5 separate regions of the Drosophila melanogaster genome follow, and all the other regions are linked to region 4. A link is a contact called in public Hi-C and targeted proximity ligation data. All regions are on one chromosome and are shown on one strand. The core of a region is the stretch at or near the end of the contact, and the rest is flanking DNA. Distances in the headings are between cores, read along the strand shown. Region 1 holds the start of lncRNA:CR44034 (long non-coding RNA:CR44034). Region 2 holds the start of CG31176. Region 3 holds the start of E2f1 (E2F transcription factor 1). Region 4 holds the start of glec (gliolectin). Region 5 holds the start of how (held out wings).

Region 1 (4,302 bases), core at 914-3,413, 240 kb after region 4:
GTCATGATTTTCAAACCTTTATAATTCTAAAGTTATACTTTGGAAAATGTGTTGTTTTTTAATGTATGGTGGACACCACACTTTCAGCGGTTGTCAAAAAGTCATGACAGTGCTGTTTTTTATTTTATTTTGGAGCTCGTAATTAGAGTGACCAAAATGCTGAGTAAACCAGCCAAATATATCCAGTACAATTTTAAAGCTCTCACTTGCTAAAACAAATCCCAAAAAGTTGATCAAACTATTTGCTCAAACTGTGACCTTATAAATCGGGTTTCTTTTTATCTTTAAGGTATATGTATAAGATATCCATTAAATTTAGTTTAATGGAGACTTTGTAAAAACGTTTGGAGCTTCTACAATGTTTTCATTTTATAAACATTAATTATTTAATGCCAACTTAAGCAGGTTGAGACTTTAATGACTTAAGTTGACATTAAAAGTGGGATATCCCTTTAAAAGAACGAGATAAAGATACACCCACGATTTACGGGCTTTTGATTTTGTGTTGTATCCGCAACGGAAGCAGATCAATAGATCGGGGGTCTGTGGGTGTACTGAAATAGTGATAAATGGGAAGATATTTCCCAAATAACTGGCGTGGAGATATTACGGGTAAGTGGTTTTGTGGGCGGGAAGGTGGAAAATGGGGAAATGTGGGGATGGGTCCGCTTGCTAATTAAAAAGCATAAGCACTAATTGGCGTGCCGCTGCGCTTGTTGTTGCTATTTGCGTTGCCGTTGAACTGCCCACTTGCTGTGCTCTTATTATATTCGCGTTATTATTGTATAATAAGAGAGAAATGCCATAAAAAATTGGGAGGTTGGGTTAAAACAACAGGCAAAACCGAAGTAGAAAAAAAAAACACCAGAGAATTGCGCATTTTTGTATTAATCATGCTATATTTTTGACGAGGCCCGAAGAATGTTGGCCAATGTATTTGTATTTGTGCGTAATTTATTTATTTTTAAATCGAGTTTGCCTGCCTGCTCTCTGTGCATTTGTGTGTGTGTGTGTGTGTGTGCGAGCATAAGTGCGAGTGTGTGTGCGTGCTGCGACAAAAATAAGTCGCCGCAATAACAAATTGCTGAAATAGAACCAAAATAAAGCAGAAGAACAGAAGAGATCTATAGAGGATGAGGCAATGACGGAACCCGGGCCAAGTTTGTTGTTGTTGCGCCTGCTTTTGTTTCTCTGTATTTTTATTATTTTATTTTTGTGCATGTTATTTCTGATATTGGCTTTTTAATGGTGTGGCTAAAAACCGGAAATTGTTTGTCCGGCTATTGTTGATGACGTATGACCATCGAGTTGTTGGCGGCTTTGGCGCATAATTTGGCCACACTAATTAACAGTGCCGAAACGAACAACAAAAACACACATGCCGCCACCAACACGAATGCCTTTTAAAGCGAGAAAAAACAAAAAAAATGCTCTGACCACATGTCTAAACGTAGCTGCGCGCAGGCCAGAAAGAGAGGGCACGATTGCCGAAAGAGAGTGGCCGGTGATAAGCCTGTATGTGTGTGTGTGTGAGCCGAGCGAGACAAACAGACAGGTGTCATTGACCTTTTTCGCTGCGAAACAGCACACACACACACACATTCACACAGCCAAACAATTTTGTGTGCACTTTTTTCAGCTGCGTTTGCTTCTTTTCCCTCTCCACCCTCTGCCCCTTTCGCACTCTTGCCCTGCTGCCGCTGCTGCTTTTTCTCCTTTGTTGTTGCTGCTGCCTTCACTGCTTATGCTGTGAACTGCTTGGCCTTGAACTTAGACGCGCGTCTTCTAATCGCTCCACACTCCCTCCGCTGCCACGCCCACACATGCATGCACGCACTGCGATGTTGTTGTTTTTGTATTTATTAATGGGACCAGGAATGGAGACGATTCGACATAATTAGTATGATAATTGAACGAAATATGTGTTTCAATTCATTCGTTTTATACCTTCCATAGAATTAATTTTCAATTGGTTTTAAAACAAAATTATAGTTTTCTGGTGCAATAGTATTAAATTTTTCTACTAATTTATTTAAGCGACTAGTTCTCAAATACAAGTTACAAATATGTATGCATGTACATGACCGATCACCAAGGTGATTGGGATCTCTCCTTCTTTATTGTTATTATTGCACTGAACAAGCTGTGCGTTTTGGATCATGCCCAAATTGGTATTAATTACGCAAGCCGTGTAGCTGCCATTTGTTTTGCCATTGCGAAATGCAACGTATTTGCAGTGAGTCAACTTGTTTTCGCTGTACCAGCCGCACTTAATTGTGTTTTTATTTGCATTCAACTCGCGGAAAATCGAATGAATCGGAATTGATTGTTCCAAGAAGCGATGCGAGGGCAGCCACAGTGATTCACATGGGGACTCGCATCTCTTAACCGCTCAACCCGCCATCCATACGTCCATCCAACTAGCCATCCATCCATCCGCGGCGCAGACATAGCCACCCACCACCCATCACCCATCATTATAAGCAGCTGCTCCCGAATCTTATCATGGGAAGAGGGTCTAAGGTCCAAGCAAATAATACCCAGCCGCAACAGCCATGGCAATAACAATAGTGCTGGCGACAGCGGGAACAAAAGTAACGCATGGAGCCAGCCCCTCCACGCGCACACTTGGAGCCAACAACACATGACATGGTCGACGTTCGTCAGCCGGTCGTATGACGAGAGTCTCCCCCGATTTCACCTTCCCTTCGGAAGTCTGCAGTCGCCTACGCATGAACCTCGAACATACTTACAAGTGCGGCCATGATAATAGAGATCTGACACATAAATAGTTCTTAATAGTTGGAACTGGAAAGGAAATCGTCGGACAGCTTGGTAATTGTGGAAAATTGTGTGCAAATATTAAATATTGTCTTTGATTTCATTACTACTTGACTTTTTTGTTTTTGTTTCGTTTTTAAAAACTTTCGCTGATCCTTAAGCCAATGAGTCACTGCAGAATTTTAGTATTTTTTCCGCAGCTGTGCACACCCATTTATTTCTCAGTGTGTACAATTATGGTTTTCACTATGTGATTTAAAGAACAGCAATAAGAAATGTATTATAGGAAAACTTAAGTATAATAAACTGCTGGTGCGAATGGCAACTAAAGCTACAGGAAACTTAGGGGGTAAGCTGTTCGACGTGGGTGGGTGGTGGTCGTGGTGGTGGTGGTGGTGTGGTAGTGACGGGCGGTGGACAGGCGATGACGTGGTGTTTATATGGTTACGGGATCTTGTGATCATTTTGTATGGGACCGTCTTCTCGTGAAAGTGTTTATTCGGTATCTCATTCGGCGACACACACACACACACTCCCACACACAGACATCCGATGAGAATACACCCACAAGAATCAACAATTGGCCAATGGCAAGTTGTTTGTTTTGATATTTTGATTCCAGATTATGGGCAATCTCTGCGGATGGTGAGTAAGGATTAAGAGCTTATCAAACTAGTTGTCCGTGATTAGCCATGTTACTCGCATGGAACAAGGCACTGATAATTATATGTGGGAATACATTGTATGACTAATAAAGAACATATTTACGTAAGCTTATGTAGCGATTTATTTAATCTATTAAATTAGTTTTGTAACAGGTATGTTACGTATTTCTGTACAAATGTAATAAATATATCACTTAATTAGCCGCAGATAGGAATTTAGATCTGATCCTACTTTTATGTAAGAACAGCGAATGATTTGTTATCTCCGCCTTTGCAGTAGAATTAAAATTGTTATTTTGACGTTTAATGTTTTGAGGAAATTTATTGGCAACCGCTATAAATTTTTAACGATTAAACAATTTGATAAGTATAAGTCTTTTAAGCTATGTATTTTGATTTCGTCACCAAATTATTTTTAAATATAATCTTCCATCATCCTTTTTTATCTGTACGAAAACCTCTAAAATCTTCCTTAAACCAGATAGTAACTAGACAAAACTGATCTTCTGTGTCAATGTCATGTTTTGTACATATTACGCATGATATTATTGTGGAAAAATAAATTTAGGTTTATGAACTTTTAAGCTTATTTAGGTTTTATGTGTTGTTGCCTATTTTTCACTGTAAATTCTTTTGAAACCGCAAAAAGTATTGTCGAATTCTATCGAATATCTCATGACTTAACGGACTTGATATTACCCTTTCCGTAATTTTAAGATCTTGTTAGTAGCAATATGAGCAACAAAGGTCTGCCCCTTAGTTGTTTTTATTGCCCGTTCTCCTTTTGACAATTTAATACTGTCTCTGTCGCTCAGATATGACTGTCTCGCTCCCACTGCACATTGTTTTTGCTTTT
Region 2 (3,916 bases), core at 1,189-3,688, 140 kb after region 4:
TCTGTGAGGATCGGGAAGTCCGGGGGTCCGCCGACGTCAGTCATAACTGGCAAGGTTGTAATTAAACTGGTGCTGAGACCACCACCCCCTCAGTGCGACTCCCCAACCACTCCCCCTTCACCGATCCCATGCCCATACACTGGCACTAACTCTTCTTGTGGCGCGTTCGTTGCCGCCCATCAGATGAAATTGTTTGGAATGGGGAGACAGCGTTTTGTGGGTTTTTCTCGGGCTGGTTGTAAACATTTTACGGTTGTTTATTGCCGCCAATTGATGTATGGGTGGATGGATGTTGCATGGTCGACGATACGTTGGTACAAATGTGAGCAGATGATAGAGGAGTCAATCGAATGGGGCACTTGATCGATATGGGGGCTATGATGGGTGGGCTTCGCCTTGACTTACGTGGAAATTCAATTTAGGCAGTTAGAAATTAATTGTTCGAATATACCCCACATGCTGCACATAAATCCTATCTACATATATTCTATCTTTTTGATTTACTCAAATAGTTAATTGAAGATACAAGTGACCAAACAATAAATATTATTGCATATTTAAAATGTTAAATGGTTAGTTCCCCGAAGATTTTGTCAATTGCCGATTTCCAGAGGTCAAGTACATATTTACAAGTCAGCAGCTTCGTGGCCATAACTAATCTAAGCCAACTTCCGTGCGAAACCCATATAATTACACTATTTTGGATGGTTATGGATTTTGCCTTCGTTGTGGTCTTACGTCCGAGAACCACTCTAACTGCACTTTGATTGATTGATTGCCCCTGGAACCAAGGAGTTGTTGACTTTCGAGCGTGTTTATGGCTGCGCCTGAGTCTTGAACCCATATGAACCCACCACAAGCCAACCGCAAACACCACCACCAACTCCGTCCGCTCCACCCACCGGGTTATATGAACGCGGGCTGAGTATTATGGAGTGTTTGGGAATCGGAGCTCGTTGCCTAACCATAACGGTAATGGTGGACCAACAACCGGAGCGGCCCAAAACTTTGGGTCACCTCCGCCGAGTGGCAGTCGGAGATGGGGATCTCTTATAATAAAAATCAAAATACCGTCACGTAAACCGATAACAAGGCACAAGACCCGGCGTCTGTGGCGGAATCGCAGTTACTGCCAAAACGCAATTAAGACCGACATTTTTATGGTGTTCAAACTATAAAATTCATATAATTAAATTGCAGTTATAACTATAACAGCAGCAACAAGAGCCACACCAGCCACGCTAACAGCAGCTACATGCAACACCAACATCTAGCGAAACTATCATAAAGCTCGGATCAAATCGCTGCCGAGAGTGAATAATTTCCTAAATGAGAGCATAACGTGAAAAGCGAAAATCAATGGAATGACGCTGAGAACAGCCACAAAAATTATGTACGATCATTGGGCGTTATCGAAAATTTAAAAGAAAAGCAAGAGCAAGATCACGAAGCAGCTAAATCTGTTGTCCATGAATTGGATTAGGATTGCGGAAGGATCTGTGCCGCCAAGTGATTATTACAATAATTTTTCGAACAATATATAGTCAATAGGCGTAAGTTTTTAAAATATATTCAATAGGAGTTAATTCATATGGTTCATACAGTCAGTTAGGCATATTGCAAAAATTAAAAAAATATATAAAAAGGAAATTACAAAAGACATTGCTCAAAATTCAATCGAATCTAAGCAACAAAATAAGCAAAATACTTCCTATCGCCACCCTCCCACAAATATTTATGCTGTTGTTGTACAGGTGCAGCAGGTGTCGAAAGCTCCTTGCTCTTTTGCTCTCAGCACAGCGAGCTTTTCAAGCCTTCGTTTTGTTTTTGTTTGCTTCGCTCCCTCTCTCGGCTTGTGCCGGTTGTTGTTTTTGCTCTTGCTTTGGAGTTGGTATTTTCATTGATAAATCCCAGTGGAGCCGAAAACAAAATCACAGTCGCTTCTAAAATATATGGCATGGTGGTTTTAAAGTTTTACCGAATATCGGAAAAATATAGATATATATCTGGGAGATATTGAATGTGTAGTGTCAATTAAAAGATTTTCACAATCGTATTTACTAAAACAACAGCTTTGATAAAACACTTAAAAAATATTGTAAATTGATAACATTTTCGTGCAAAGCAAATGTGAACAGGAAAAAGCATTTTTAGGATGATGTCTCGACACTTCCGTGTTTATATTTTCCTGTCTTTCTTCATTTTACTTTGTTATTCTGTGATGATCTTTCTCACTTGGAAGTTTCGCGAATAACATTTGGCAAACAGCTGAGCGATGTTACTCTCTCTCTCTCTCAGGCACTTTTTAAATGTAACAGGTGCACCGCAACAAGTGTCGATCGAAGCTTTTGCTCTTTCCGTTGGTAAATGTTAACGAATGTTACTTAACATGGCGATAACAGAGCGAACCAAGTTAATTCCGTTTCCGACTCGCACTCCACAGTCGATAAAAAGCTTTCGTGCGAGACAGACGTGTATAACGCAGTAGCTATTTTTTATTCGAACCAAAACCAAAATCCAAACCAACTGCAAACTGCAACTTTGGCGCGACTTTTCGCGAAGTGAACGAGCTGAAAGCCAAGCGAAATTAAATGTGAAAAACAAGTGTGCATGGCAGGCGGCAGAGAAAGAGAGAAATAAGGTGCATATGTGCAGCAAGTGTAACGATACCCAATACCCGGGCTAAAGCTGTAGAAAAAATAATAAAAAAACACAAAAGAAACAACAACAAATAATACCCCTTAGTGGCCAGCAGCCATGTCTACGAAACTGGAGCAGCAGCACTCGAAGCCCATTCTGAGTCCAACTCGATCCCTGGACGAAGGTTTCGAAAGTGATCCGGATCGGGTTTCCACCGATTCGGAGCATCAGACAAGTGGAACCACTAGCACCAGCACTTGCAACAACAGCAATGCAGCAAATACGGTCAGCAACAACAATGCCAGTAAGCTCGCGCAGCTTAGTTCGGCGGCTACTGGGGGCGCCACTAAGACGACGTCCGGAGCAAATGCATCCAGCCCCTCAATGGTGAACTCCGTCAGGGGCGCACTCACTTTGGCCGCCCCCCAGCTGCAGAGGCGGGAGTTCTTTGCCAAGGATCAGGGGAAACTAAGGCATCAGGCACCCCCGCAACAGCCACGCCTCCAGTACCAAAAACAACGACAGCCCCTCGTTCCAAGTGCCGCCTCCAGTGTCCACAATCACCGGTTGACCGCGTCGATGCAGCAGGGATCTTCGGGATTGGGCAATAGTAGCCTGGGAACCGGAACTGGCACTGCTAACTACCGGCGCGGACGTCGGCTCCACGTGAATCCACCTCGAACCGGCATTAGATCCCATTCGGTGGACGCCATTTCGCGGCACAATCGCCACGGCTACGATCCAAGTAGCCTGATCCTGAAGCACGACGGAAATGGCAATATAAGCAGCAGCAATGCCGGTGCCACCGCCACCCGCATGCTGAACTACAAGTCGCCTGGCGGAGGCACTGCAGCCGGAGCACCGGCAGCCGGACAGGCCCTACTCGTCCAACCGATTTCTAGTGCCACCCTATCTCCACTGGTGGCAGCGGGCGTGGTCGATGTGGTCGAGGGCGGTGGCTCCTCGCCGGTCATCGCCTCGGCCACCCACAGCCTGTATACCTTCTATCCGGCGGAGGGGAATCTCCAGGTGTGGCAGACGGAGTGCGGCGATCTCACCTACAAGTCCTCCCGAAATATGCATCAACTACACAAGGCACCCGTGTGCTGGACGCAGTCCATTCCCAGGCAGGCCAGAAGGTGAGTGATCAGATATGGTTAATATAAAAGAAATAATTAGGACAAGTGAGAACGTTTTCTGAGTGTTTCTAGATATTTATTAAAAACCAAAATCCATAAAATAAAAGGAGGAGTTATTTCAGTAAATATAACTTAAC
Region 3 (4,035 bases), core at 381-2,880, 200 kb after region 4:
CTATGTATTATGTTCATAGTTAGGGAATACGGCTTTTTAAACGTCAAATGTATCTGCTTTTTTGAAGATTATATGTAATGCAAGTTTTTTCTGACTTTTATATTATACTACTATCGCTTAAAACAACAAGACTATTATTAAGTAGTAGATCATAAATAATTCTTTTACTACGCCACTAAAAGGCAGCAGTTTTGTATATAAATTATAACTTACGGCTACAATAGACATAATTAATTTACTTAATATAAACGGATGATGTTGGAATCCTTCCCATTTGACAGAATCCACGGATGGGGATCGTCGCTGAAAGAGGCGTTCGAACAGTGCGGAGTGGCCATGTTTGGATATATGACCGAACTGGATTACGTGTCCGTGGAGCAGTGCTTTGAAATCGAAGCGCATGGAGATGATCTGGAGAGCTTACTCTTTCACTTTCTGGACGAGCTGCTGTTCCTGTTCTCTGCCGAACCGTATCTGGTGTGCAAGAAGCTGGAGATCACCAAGTTCGATGTGGAAAACTTCGAGATTTCCTGCCATTGTTACGGGGAACCATTTGAGCTGGGGAAACATCCGCAGGGCACCGAAGTGAAGGCAATCACATACTCGGCCATGCAAATCATTCAGGACGTGGAGGCCAGCAACTACGAGGTGTTCGTGATAATTGACATTTGATCCAGCGGCGATCGCCGGGAATTAAATGTGACTGTTCTGTTTCAACCCCTTTGCCTGTCTCCATTAATCATAAGTGAAATGCCAAAAAACGATATAAAAACCGCTGCATAAGCCCCGAAAAATTTGCAATCTCTCGTGCTGCGACTGCATCCCTTGTCGATGAGGATGACTTATCAAGAAACCACTCGATTGTGCGGCTGCAAATGCAATTAGGACTGGCTTCCTTCTCACCGGTCTGATTCCGGAATCAAGATTTACCCTTTTGCCTTCGAATTTTTTGTGTACTATTCACTTTTTTTTTGCCCACTGCTTTGTGAATTGGCAACGTGTTGAATTCCCAGACAAATGCCGAATTTGTTGTCCTTTCCCAGGCCCCAGTTCAATGCACTTTTTATTCGGCAGCCTTCAGGAGTTGCTGACGCGTTGGGTTGCATTAAAGAATTAAGTTGTACTTCTTTTTGGGGAGTCATGTCGAATAGGGCAGTTAACAATGCAAGTCAAGGCCATAGTTTTAATGTTATGATTGACTTGATTTGTTCGACATAAAGTATAGAGAATGCGGGGCCTAAAAACACAAACATATTTTTTTATCAACAATAATTTAGTTCAATGAATGTAAATCGTAATAAATATCTATACGATTAAGCAATCCCTAATTCTAAATATCAATCCACGACGATATCAACAAATATTAACGCTTTTCAAAAAACCGATTTCCTTTGAATAACGCGCTATTCTCGAATCAGTATTATTCGGATGATTTTCGCGTGAGCCGATGTTATTTAGTGGCCGATGAGCGAAGTCAGCTGGTAACACCGAGCGATTTGTTTTGAAACAGCTGACCGCACCGTCAAAACCCAGAAAGTAAACAACAAAAAAAACATTTGCCGGGCAACGTCGCCCAACATATGGGCCCGTTCTTGTATTTGTGTGGGTGCGTGCGTGCACGAGTATGATGATTTTTCCTTGGAACATCGGGCGAAGAACGGCGAACTGAAAAATATACGCTTTTACAGCTGATTGATATTAAAAAAAAAGCAACGCTGCGGTCGACGAGCCATACGAATGAGCGTGCGAAAGAACAAACAAAGTATGAAGGCAAATAGCCCGCGGACACACACGCACACACAAACGGCCAGTTGGTCGATTCGCTTTTAGCTTTCAGCTTTTCGAGTGCGTCAAAGTTAAAGTGGCTGAAAAACTTGGTAAAAGTACCAATCGCCAAACTGACTACAAGACAACAGTTATTCGCGGTTATATTTGGCGGAAAGTGGGTGGCACACACGTCAGTCGCCCGTACCGCTGTTTGTTGTTGTGTTTGCTGTTGCTTTCCAATTCGCCCCGCCAATTCGCCGCACCGCTCATTCTTTCTGCAGCCACCAATTGTCATGGTGTTAAAGTGAAGAGGAAGCAGCAGCCCGTGAGCACATTGTGCGCTAGTTGTTGCCGTTTTACACCCAGAAATCGCGGAGATATCGCCCTGAAAGCCCAACCAATTGACAGGTGACGATCTCACCTATAATTTGCGATCAAAAACACAAAGCTAACCCAAGGGGAACCTAGTGAAAAACGTGGCCGAAAAATCCATACGAAGGCGGAATGGAAAAAATGTGGTAGGTAGTACTAGAAGTAGAGAATGTGACATGTGTGTGTGTGTGCATGGTTGTGCGTGTGTGTGGGGGGTGCTGCGCTGGGCATTTTCTTTATAACAGCGGGCCGCAAGCGAAACAAAAAACAACTGTTTTTGGGCGTGCGCCCAAAACGCCGGCTAAAAAAGTACATATGCAAAAAATTGCATGCCGGTCCAGCTGACATATCACCTGCATCAAGAATAAGACGTATGATGTGAGTAAAGTGTCGCGGGCGGGGGGAAGAGACAACCAAGGGTGCTGTATGATAATGCGCACTTTATATAATTGCAGCTACCTGCCATCTCTAATGTTTCGTGCTTCTATCTGTATGCGTATATGGGTGTGTGGGTGTGCGGGTGTGCAGGTGGGTGGCAAATGGCTAACGGACTTCTGTCAAATTCCAATTCATGGGATCTCCGCGCTGACGTCACTAAGATTTCATTTGCAAACATTTCAATTTGATTTATCTCAAGTGTAAAGTCGAGTTTTAGACTACAGTGAGCACCCCAAAAGCAAGAAAAAGTGATTGGTTTCAATTGGTTTAAAAATTTCATATGTTCTAAGAATATAAAAATGCCCACATCTCTCTAGATTTCAATCAAAAACTACAGTGCTCTTTCCTAAAAGGTCGCCCAGTACTTAATTGTTAGTAATGTGTAAAAACCCCATATTTTTTTTATGTCAGATATTACTATCGTTTAAATTCATAAATATATTAAGCAACAAATGTAGTATTTTATCCACATTTTTCTGTTTACAAAAGTTTTTATCCACAATTGTCGGTGGCTATAAAAATATAATAGGCAATTTCCAACTCATTTGATTTCTTAGCATCAGTAACTTTATCGTTGCATAAATAAACACAGCGCTGATTAAACAAGAGAGAACGCTTCGAACGTCGAGTCACTCGACTATTAGATACCCCGTTACTTAGCTATTGGAAGAGAGGGGAAGAAATTTCATTTCCCTTAACTGCACTTCAACGATTATAGTATACCCTTTTACTCCACAAGTAACGGGTATAAAACTAGCTTGGTTGTTGATTCATATTACTTCTCTGATAGCCCCAATAAAGTTCAGACTTCTGGCAGACCACTATATTTTTATATTTATATGTTGGCGTGTTGCATTTACCGAGAAATAATGTTTGCCGCTAGGGAATCGAAATCAGTGATTAGATTTCGAATTGGAGCAGCAAAGCTCGTCGAAGCGTTGCCAGACTGTCCACAAGGGATGCTGTGACTGTGCACGCGATCACCTCGCCTCAGATTGGGCCAGAGACTACTGCCAAGGGTGTGGTTTTTATAGTGCCGTAATTGTGATGGAAACACCATCTAAAACCTGGCGCATGATAGCTGCACAACCTTATCGGCGTATCAATTAGCCCAGATATGGAAACACGGAACTTGTTTCGCGCTCGATAAGACCGAGGTTCCAAACTTTCTCCGTCGAAACCAGGCGTAGGAATCACAAGAACTCCAGGGAAGAATTGCAATCGTCTTGGGTCAGCTTTTGGCTTTTGGCGACGTCATAGTTTGATGACCTCCACTCGGCTCGCACACCCAAATACCCCCACCAATACTCGGACACTATGCACGTCCATGTACACACGCTACAACAGGGCAATGGCGAACATCGAAGACGACGCTGTCTCATGGCTTTTGCTCCATCTCCATGTATTGGGCGACGATATTTCTCGAGTCTGCAGTTTTTTTCTTTGCCGACTTTTTAT
Region 4 (4,445 bases), core at 352-2,851:
ACAGTAATCTCCGGAAACGCGAAACTTTTACTAAGAGTTGCTGAGATTTATTTAGTTCGATACATGAAAGTAATAAGTGAATAATCTGCAGTAATATATCTAGGAATATATTCAATTGGTATCCCTTCTAGAAACAATACATTTGTTTGTAAAGCAGATACTACATATGAAGATGATAAGAAAGAAAAACATTTATTCATTCTGGCGAAAATTCTTATAAAAGCTTATAAAGCCAATACAGACACCATCTGTATCCCTTTGCGAGGGCCCACTGTACGCCTGAAAACAATAATAAATCGCAATCCTTTGGGCGCGTCCTTTGTCCGGGGCACTCTTTAAAATGACTAATCGGTCAAAGAGCCAGACGAAATGGGCCTGAAGACTCCTCCGATTCGAGGTAACACCAGCTGCGCCTCCTAACCAACCACCAGTGGAGTGGGGGCCAGTTTATCGGTTCGGCTGACTCAGCATTATTGAAATTGAAATGACTTGTGGTCCACATTATTTACTACTACCAATACCACTACTACAACCTACTACCTCTATTTCTATGCGGTTTTCACTTTCGTTTGTTCGAGATACGCTTGAATTGCCGCCGCAGGCGCGAAAGTTGTTTATGATTTTTTGTTGACTATTTTGAATTTTTCGTATTCCTGTCGCTGGCAATTTGTTCTAGCCACGTCTGGCCGCCAATTAGGCCGTTTAATGCCGCATGAAGCCCGACTCGACCTTGAGTTAGGGCCCAAAACGCGCTAACATATCAGTTAGTTAGCGTTTAGCTCAGTATTTGTGCGAGGTAAATAGCAACGAGCCAGCAGTCCCTAGCATAACTAATTGTATTTACACGGCCTATAATTGGCACACAAAAAACGGATTCACTTTCCGTAATTGTTACATGTAAATATCGTAAGTATAAGATGAGCAACTGCATTATTCTGAGCTAGGAATCTCTATTTGCATGGGATACATTTAATAGTGAGGTGTGGCATTGTGTTTGAGGTACTGCATGTTGGCATCTCAAATTGGGTGTTATGATGTCATCGATTTAATTTATAAACTACTTGGAATTCATCATATGTTTGCTTGCAATGCAATTCAGTTTGATGGCCAACCTTGAGTAAAAAAAAAAATACGAACTTGGAGATATGATATTTTTCTTAATTTTAAATTTCTAAAATTTCACTTCAATTCATTTGAACATCAAGGAAGTAAATGTAATTTATGACGTCATCTCAGTAGCCAGAGATGTTCCCTACTCGCGCCACCTCTCAAAACTGCTGCAGTTAAAAGTGCAATAGCGGTGCTAGGAAACAATTTTTATGGAAATAAACATATATTATAAGCATATTGAATATTATAGCTTCGATGTATAATTTTTGAAATATTTTCTAGATCACTTTCAAGTATGTTTTTCTGTGCATTTCACCCTAATGTTAATGATACCCAAATGTAAGAGAGCGTAAAAATGCTGAAGAGAGTCACGAAAGAGCGCAGAGTGACCGTTTCGGCGGGCCAAAAGCGAAAGTAAAGCGTTATCGATGCGGGAGCAACTGGTCACACTGCGCCATATAAGCTATATAACTTGCTGAATCCCTGGTCTCTGCGCGATTCAGTCTTTGACTCTCCACCAATTCGGTCGCTTGCGTTTGCTCCAGCTGCGTTCTTTTCGCTCTCTTTGGCTCGCGTGAAAGTCGTAAAGTTCAGCTAGCTCTCTACGATACAGAAAAAGAAACGCATACAACAAATTCGCCAGCGATAGAAAACCGATTTAAACTGCAATTGCAATGCCTAAAATGCGTACGTGAGTTTCGCGCAGTGATCGCTGTGAAAGTTCAAGTGAAAGCGGAAAGAAGAAACAAAGCGAGAATACTTCAAAAGCAATAAACCAAAAAGTGCAAAAATACCTAAAGTTTAAACAAAGAAAACAAGTTATACAAAACCATAGCCATGTTGTGTCCGCCAATGGCCCTGGGCCCATTTCTCGCCGCCCCCGTGCCACGCCCACCGCCCAGCGCATCGGAGAAGAAGAGAATCTGTCGGAACCTATTCAATAACGCTCCCGGGGACTCGAATATCGATCAGCTGTTGGCCCAGGAGCAGCACACGCAGAGATTATACGTTAAGGAACGCTACGGATATGACATCCAGCTGGAATCTAATCGGGATGCGGATGCGAATACGGATGCGGATGCTGATACGGATGCCCATTGTCAGGTCCTGCGCGGAATGCGGTATCCGACCTCAAGGACGATATCCAGCACCGATGCCGATGAGTGCAATCCAAAGGCAGTCAGCCAAGCGCCGAGGGGCATGGCCCTGACTCCCGCCCAGATCTCCGCCAGCGCAAAGCTGATCCTTCAGAAATGCCCGGAAAGCGATCGCAAAAAAAGCAACGGCAGTGCGGATTTGGCCAACTGCACGCGACATGGCCAAAAGCCATATGCGAGGCAGCCACAAGGCCTCAAAGGTAGGTTTTTTTTTTCCATGATTTGCATGTTTTTGTTTCACCTGAAACGCTGGGTGCTTGCTCAAAATATACGAATAATGATTACTCTTTGGTTCCAAGTTATTAAGTTTAATATACTTTCAAGTTATTGTTAAATTTTCCCAAAGAATCAGAGCAGAATCAGAATATAGTGAAATCTCTAAAATTAAAAAAGTCTCCTTCGAATTATCTCATACATTTCCTCGGTTTTTGTACGTATGTTCTATTTACTAAGATCCCATGTACTTCTTATATAGATGATCCAATAAGCAGACACCTGATTTTAGTTGCATTTTCCGTTGTTCCTTCCTCTTGCAGTCTCTGCTTTGTGCTCGTCCTTTGCCACAGTCGTCACCCTTATAAAATTCCTCCCCTTAGTTGAAAAAAAAAACCACCCTTATTTTCTGATTTTCCTAATTTCGTTTTTCCCCTTCTGCGTCGATTCTTATTGTCACTTCTTTCCTACCAGTTTTTATTCTCTTTATTTTGGCTAGTTTTTCCGATTCTTTGTTCGTTCATTCACGTGCGTAGGGATTTATCTCTTTGGTTACTCGAAAGTGAATTGGGATACATTTACATATCTGATGAATAACAGAAAACTCAAAAAAGTATTATTGTTTGGCCCCATTGCTTAATCGAATTCGAATAAATTTCTCTAATTTCAAATAATTTGAAATAATAAATGTATTCAAAATCATTGTATTATGAAATTTTAAAGATTCAGTACAAGTTTCTACGACTATTGCCTTAAGTTTTAGCAACAAGACAAGGGACTATTAATGCAGTCCATTGTTATCTAATAATAGATTTAAGATGAACGCTATTAAAAAAAACTTACCAGTTTGTTTATATTAAGCATCACTTATGGACGTTCGACTGTACCTTTAATTTTTGGCTTATTATTATTGCTTTACTTTACGCTGATATTCCGCCGATAGCGTGGCATTCAGTGAGAGAGGGAGAGCTGGGAAGAAAGAGAGCTGGTCTCCAGTTTGTCTTTGGTTTGGCAGTGTGTCAAAGCGAAAAAGCTAAACAAAAAATAAAAACTGTTGAATAACAATCGCGCGCCAAAAATCTTTCCATATTTTGCGAAAAGAGATTGCAGCTGAAAAGTGAATATGAGATGAGTAAAATGCAAAGGCAATTAATTGAGAGGCCTCAATTAAATTTAAATCAACGCCTTCTGGTTTTCTTGATTGTTGTTTTTATTCCTGCTGCAGTTTCGACACAGAAAAAAAAAATAAATAAAAAAACAAAAAATGAGCTACACAGACCTGCGACTGTACATGAGTTCACTGTAGTTGTGTTAGTTAGTTGAAAAGGCCGCACCCACAACGACAAACGCAATCTCAACCAGAGGAAAACCACAGCTCTTATACGACGACGTCATCCCACTTCCACACAAACGCACGCACACTTATGCATTATCAAAGAAAGACGAGAGAGTCAGAGTCGTCGCTCTCTCTCTCTCTCTCTCTCTCTGTTTGTCTGCTGGTTTTTGGCGCGAACTTATTATTTTCGTGTTTATTTTTAGTCGTCTTCGCTGATAAGCTTTCTGCGTGTGCGAGTGTGTGTGCGTTATTATGCGTAGTAGTAACTACGCACGCACGTTGATGATGTTTTTCAAAAACTCGTCGTGAAGGTCACACACACCAACGAACGCAATTCGCGTAAGTACAGCAGCGCCAAATGTTGTGTTTTGTTGTACTGTGTGGCAGGTCCAAAAACGGGTCGAAAAGCGAAGCGAACAAAAACAAATCAATTAGACAAAAGTTCTGTTATCTCGGCCTTTATTCCTATCTTGTTTATATTCTTTTTTGCTATGTTTTGATCACCACTGTACTTTTACCACCCAGTTGGCGCGCTATAGGAAATGCATACATATTCCTATGATATGATAATTCATATTACGGTATTTTGCATATTTTTACTAACAATTTACAGCATCTTCATTATCATT
Region 5 (4,441 bases), core at 147-2,646, 190 kb before region 4:
ATTATATATAACAATTTCCTAATGGTACTGTAAAGTGTTTGATGAATAAAAGGATATTATCACAATAACAAACAGTAACTGGGTTTATCGTTTGATTCAGAAAAGGCTAGCTAGTGATCGTTATCCTTCCGCTGAGTCTTGGATCCGGGATTAGGATGATGCTGTGACTTGGAGGGATCTCACTCGGTTTGAGTTTTAGCGACTTACCTTCGTCCAGCAGGCGTTCGACGTGGGTGAAGACGTTGGGGAAGGCGGCCAGTTGCTTGCGGTCCTTGAGCAACTGGGCCAGATAGTCGGCGATGCTCTGTGTGCTCTGCTGCTGCTGCTGTGGGGTCAAGTGCTGCGGGGTCATGGGGACCACCACCTGCGGCGCCTGTTGCTGCTGCTGTGCCTGAGCCTGAGCCTGGGCTTGGGCTTGAGCCTGCTGCTGTTGCGCGACCGCAACAACTGCTGCGGCTGCCTGTTGCTGCAAGTGCTGCTGCAGTTGCTGTTGCACAACGGCTTTGCTCTCACAGACACTCATTTTGTTGCGTGCGTGTGTGATGTGTGGGTTTTTGGGAACTTTTTGTTTTGTTCTCGACGAGATTCTGGTTTTCAACTTTCAACTTTCCTTGGGTCTCTGCTTTCTTTACTTGGTGCACACTTCTTTTTTATTTGTTTTTGCTACTTTTAACACGTTACTGTGGGAGTTGGGAAATTCATTAAGTTTCGTACGCGAGCGATATTAAAAACGGAAAACGAAATGAAAACAACTCCGCCCAAAAGTATTTTTTCCGATCGGCAGCAACAACAATGCAGGGCGAGAGATACTGAGAGAGCGAGAGAGCGCAGCAAGTCGAAAGCGAAGGCAGAAAATTCCTCGGCGATCGCTCACTCACACACGGACAATAAACAGTAAAACTGTATATGCGACGGAGATGAATGAAAGCAGAATGTCAAAATAGCTGCCTCTCTCTCTCACCCTCGCTCATTTGGCTGCTGCAACAGCAAGTACAACAAAAAAGTATTTAAATAAATTTTATATTCAAATTTCTACGTTTTGAAGATACAAAGGTATAAATTCCTTTGCCTGGAGATGTACCGAGTGCACAAGGCCACTTAACCGATTTAAAAATGCAAGAAAACTCGCAGAAATATGCACAGTTGCTGATTATGTATTTGTTGTTGCTACTGGATGGCTTTGGATTTTATTCATTTCGTTTTGTTTGGAAAGTATTTTTTTTAAACACACTTTTCTTCTCTGAGGACTCCTATCCTTTGTTTATTTGATATATGTGTATATGGATTTTATTCGAGTCGGGGAATAGCGAACGGATCTCGGGACTTTACTGAACGATTCCTCCTAATTTTCCTACCACTGAACCGTGCGCAAAGAAAGAGAAAAAGAAACTGAATGCGAAGCGAAGAGCACAAAACGTTGTAAGTGTGAGATCATGCCAGTTCGATCGTGGGGTGGTGGTTTCAATGTGCTCTCGTTTCTCTGCTCTCTCGCCCAGTGACGTCACAAAGTGCGATTGCTTTTAATAAATATTTAAAAGCCAATATTTGGTTATATATTTGGGGGTATTTTTGATCTAAATTAACTAATTTCTAATATATCAGTGCTTTTAACTACTCGGTGACGTTTAGTCAATATTTGCATAACCATTTCCATAAAAAATACGCCAATACCCATCTTGTGACGTCAGTTTCTCTCTGACTTGGCTCTCTCGCACCCTACTGCCAGCATGCGAGATCACCCATCAGCGTTGCCACTCCGCACAAACAGAGTTGCGCAGCTGGTTAACATATTACACATATTTTAGCCAAAAGTGCGAGTATAAAAGTTAATAAATGGCCAAATAAGTTAATAGCAACTAAATACAAAGGTGGGCCATTAATATTCTTCCAAATGGAGGCTAGTTAATGCATTAATTGACTAACAACATTCAGCGTTGCCACCTGGTAGCTGGGTGGGCCACAATTTGGCGCGTTGGCGTTGATTTTGAATTAATTAAGACACTGCGCTGTGGAGGCATTAATTGCGCACGGAAATTGCTGGCAGATTAGAACCAAGCGGCATTTTGTTTCGCCGGACATATGCGGGGGCTGGCATCTGGGCCCCAAGTCCAAAACACCATGCAAATGAGCCCCCGAACTCGTACTGGCCAAATGTTGGTGTTAACTTGGTTAACTCTGCTGCAAAACGCGAAATGTATGTGGGAAAATTGGCATTCGCGAGCGTTTCGATGGACGCACCATATAAGCGACCCTAGGCCGGCGACAACTTTTACTTTCCATCGCGAAAGACATTTTTCGCTGGCTTCCGTGTGGTTGGCGAATTTCACAAAAATTCAACGCAGTATTAAGATATTGCGTACTAAAAATAATTAATTATCGATAAAGTGTATCAAAATAAAACAATCTTTTAAGTCTACAAAGCTACTTTTATTCTAAAATTTTACTCGTGTTCTGTTCACATTTAGGTCCTTCCACTATTACAACACTTAATGCCAGTGGATCGGTGAACTTATTGTGTGTTGCCTGTGTCTTCAACAATATTTTGATATACATATATGTATGAGGATCACTTCATTGCAACAGTCTTCCCCATCGGAACCCAAAATTTCTGGGGCGGCACATCTAGCCAACGGCAGGCATGGGGCAAGATCCGATTTTTGAAACCAGCATACACCAAAATGAGACGTGAAAGTTTAAAGTTGTGGCCAAAGTTGTGGATGGACATCGGATTGGTCGTTCCATTGGAAAGCAGACTCCCACCACCGGACCTCACCTGGCCAAGTTTCACAGTCCGGCCACAAGTCCCACCAAATTTGTGTGCACTTGGCTCAAACCGATCGGAATTGGCCTGTGTGTGTGGGCCGACATTAAATGCGTTGTACGGCCCCATTATACAGTTTTAGTGCCATTGAAAAATGTGTCAATGTGCGTGGCGATTGAGACATTGTATGCCTATGGATGGATATCCGATTTAAATCTCTGGGCCACAGACCAAAGCCCTTTCCAATCCGCACACCCACGTCGCCCAGTATCGGCCCATTGGACATCTGGCCAAGTCCGAAGTGCCAAGTTTTCCGTGGGCCGTTAATCTCTCTAGTGCTTTTGGAATTTGCCCTTTTGAATGTGGTGTTTTACATTGTGAGTGGGTCGTTTTGGGCGGCACTTTCGGTTTTGGAAAACCGAAATGGCCGCAAAATAAAAGTTTTCCAGCAGCTGTAAAGTTAGGCGAGAAAATGCTTGAATTGGTTCAAGTTTTGTGTAAACTGAAAAGTTCAGAAATTTTGGTTATGCACCATTAGTTCAACAACCTAAATCTAAAGTCGGAAATATCCCACAAATCTTTCATTGCCTATTAACAGAGAGATATTGCTACCCAAATGCAATTCGATTGTTTGACCAATTCGGCTGCTAAAAAAGAAGTGGTTCCAAAGATTGACAACCTGCCAGGCGGCGCTAACACTATATTGCTGGTCCCGGGAATCCTTTTTTGGCCACTGCACGTTTGTGTCGAATGCAAATTTGGCCAAGACATTTAGCGGCTTTGTGGCGGCCTAAACGACAAATTAAACATTCTTTTTCTTAATTTACCGCCGACACAGAAACAAACCACCGGTGGTGTGAGAGTGTGTAATTAGCAATATGTTGGCCAAAAGCCAGGCAGCAATCGTCCATTAACCAGTTCCCAGTTGTTTCCATTACGCATGAGACGCGGCCGTGTGGGCGCCACCGGTTTACCAACAGTTGAGTTTGTCAGTTTTCGGGTGCCACAAAGAAACCGAACTGCAACACCCACACAGATAGTAAGTATCTGTCAGATACACTCGACCACATACGCAACCCGCTCAGGCAACAAAAGTGTCCAGAGTGGTTTGGTTTTGACCATGCTCACAATGAATACAATTTTGTTATAGTATCTACGGATTTTATGTGTATTCATAAGATGAGATTTTCCAATGCTTTTTCCAAACACATTTTTGTCACCTGTGCGAATGCATTTTCTGTGTCACGCGCCGCGACCCACAGGTGAAACTCCTTACCCGTGCCGCGTTCCCCTTCATCCGTTTTCCGAATCCATTCATAAAGTTTCCACTTTGCATATTGTGCCCGACCGACCAGCTGATTGGATCCAACAAAACGCAGTCTGGCCAAAACTAATTCAACCACGATCCGCAAAGTGCTCATGAATGAGTAAACTCGAGCGCGTTGGCTTTTTCATTCACCGAAACATCGTTAACTTGGCTTTTAGAAACAAGTGCTAGTGGCAAGTGGGTATAACGGGAGGGGGCGTGTGCGTGTGGGCGTACGGCGTTGTGGTCTCCAAACATTCGTCACGCCCACGCCGCCAACAACATTCAATTTGCGCACTTACAGAAATTCGATAACTTGAAAATATTTCAAAGTTCATAGTTTGTAGAAAAAAAAAAACCAATAAGTAGAGGCG

The links. Hi-C and Micro-C count contacts between places; a contact is called where the count stands out from the background.
Region 1: a Hi-C map of the Kc167 cell line shows a contact between it and region 4, with 5 times the contacts expected there. A contact is called at or near these places in 4 of 107 Hi-C or Micro-C datasets (the Kc167 cell line, the S2 cell line, eye imaginal disc and 1 more) and 2 of 7 datasets of targeted methods (both in the Kc167 cell line).
Region 2: a Hi-C map of the Kc167 cell line shows a contact between it and region 4, with 2.5 times the contacts expected there. A contact is called at or near these places in 9 of 107 Hi-C or Micro-C datasets (the Kc167 cell line, the S2 cell line, cellular blastoderm embryo and 2 more) and 1 of 7 datasets of targeted methods (the Kc167 cell line).
Region 3: a contact with region 4 is called in a targeted proximity ligation map of the Kc167 cell line, with 5 times the contacts expected there. A contact is called at or near these places in 8 of 107 Hi-C or Micro-C datasets (the D17-c3 cell line, the Kc167 cell line, the ML-DmBG3-c2 cell line and 4 more) and 2 of 7 datasets of targeted methods (both in the Kc167 cell line).
Region 5: a contact with region 4 is called in a targeted proximity ligation map of the Kc167 cell line, with 2.6 times the contacts expected there. A contact is called at or near these places in 2 of 107 Hi-C or Micro-C datasets (the S2 cell line and wing imaginal disc) and 1 of 7 datasets of targeted methods (the Kc167 cell line).

Annotation. Positions count from the first base shown.
Region 1 is chr3R:21,613,601-21,617,902 of dm6, reverse strand. lncRNA:CR44034 (long non-coding RNA:CR44034) reads left to right here and starts at 2,163. Exons shown (of 1, transcript NR_074041.1): 1 at 2,163-2,883. The region is part of intron 1 of InR (Insulin-like receptor); the gene reads left to right.
Region 2 is chr3R:21,718,182-21,722,097 of dm6, reverse strand. CG31176 reads left to right here and starts at 2,438. Exons shown (of 3, transcript NM_169963.2): 1 at 2,438-3,779. The coding sequence starts at 2,758. lncRNA:CR44096 (long non-coding RNA:CR44096) reads right to left here and starts at 1,131. Exons shown (of 2, transcript NR_125224.1): 1 at 1,072-1,131.
Region 3 is chr3R:21,658,466-21,662,500 of dm6, reverse strand. E2f1 (E2F transcription factor 1) reads left to right here and starts at 1,630. Exons shown (of 8, transcript NM_001300526.1): 1 at 1,630-2,285. It overlaps Archease (archease), which reads left to right. Exons shown (of 3, transcript NM_142718.2): 3 at 282-1,315. The coding sequence ends at 672.
Region 4 is chr3R:21,853,422-21,857,866 of dm6, reverse strand. glec (gliolectin) reads left to right here and starts at 1,601. Exons shown (of 2, transcript NM_079719.3): 1 at 1,601-2,467. The coding sequence starts at 1,948.
Region 5 is chr3R:22,039,146-22,043,586 of dm6, reverse strand. how (held out wings) reads right to left here and starts at 1,396. Exons shown (of 9, transcript NM_079723.4): 1 at 1,232-1,396; 2 at 208-680. The coding sequence starts at 523.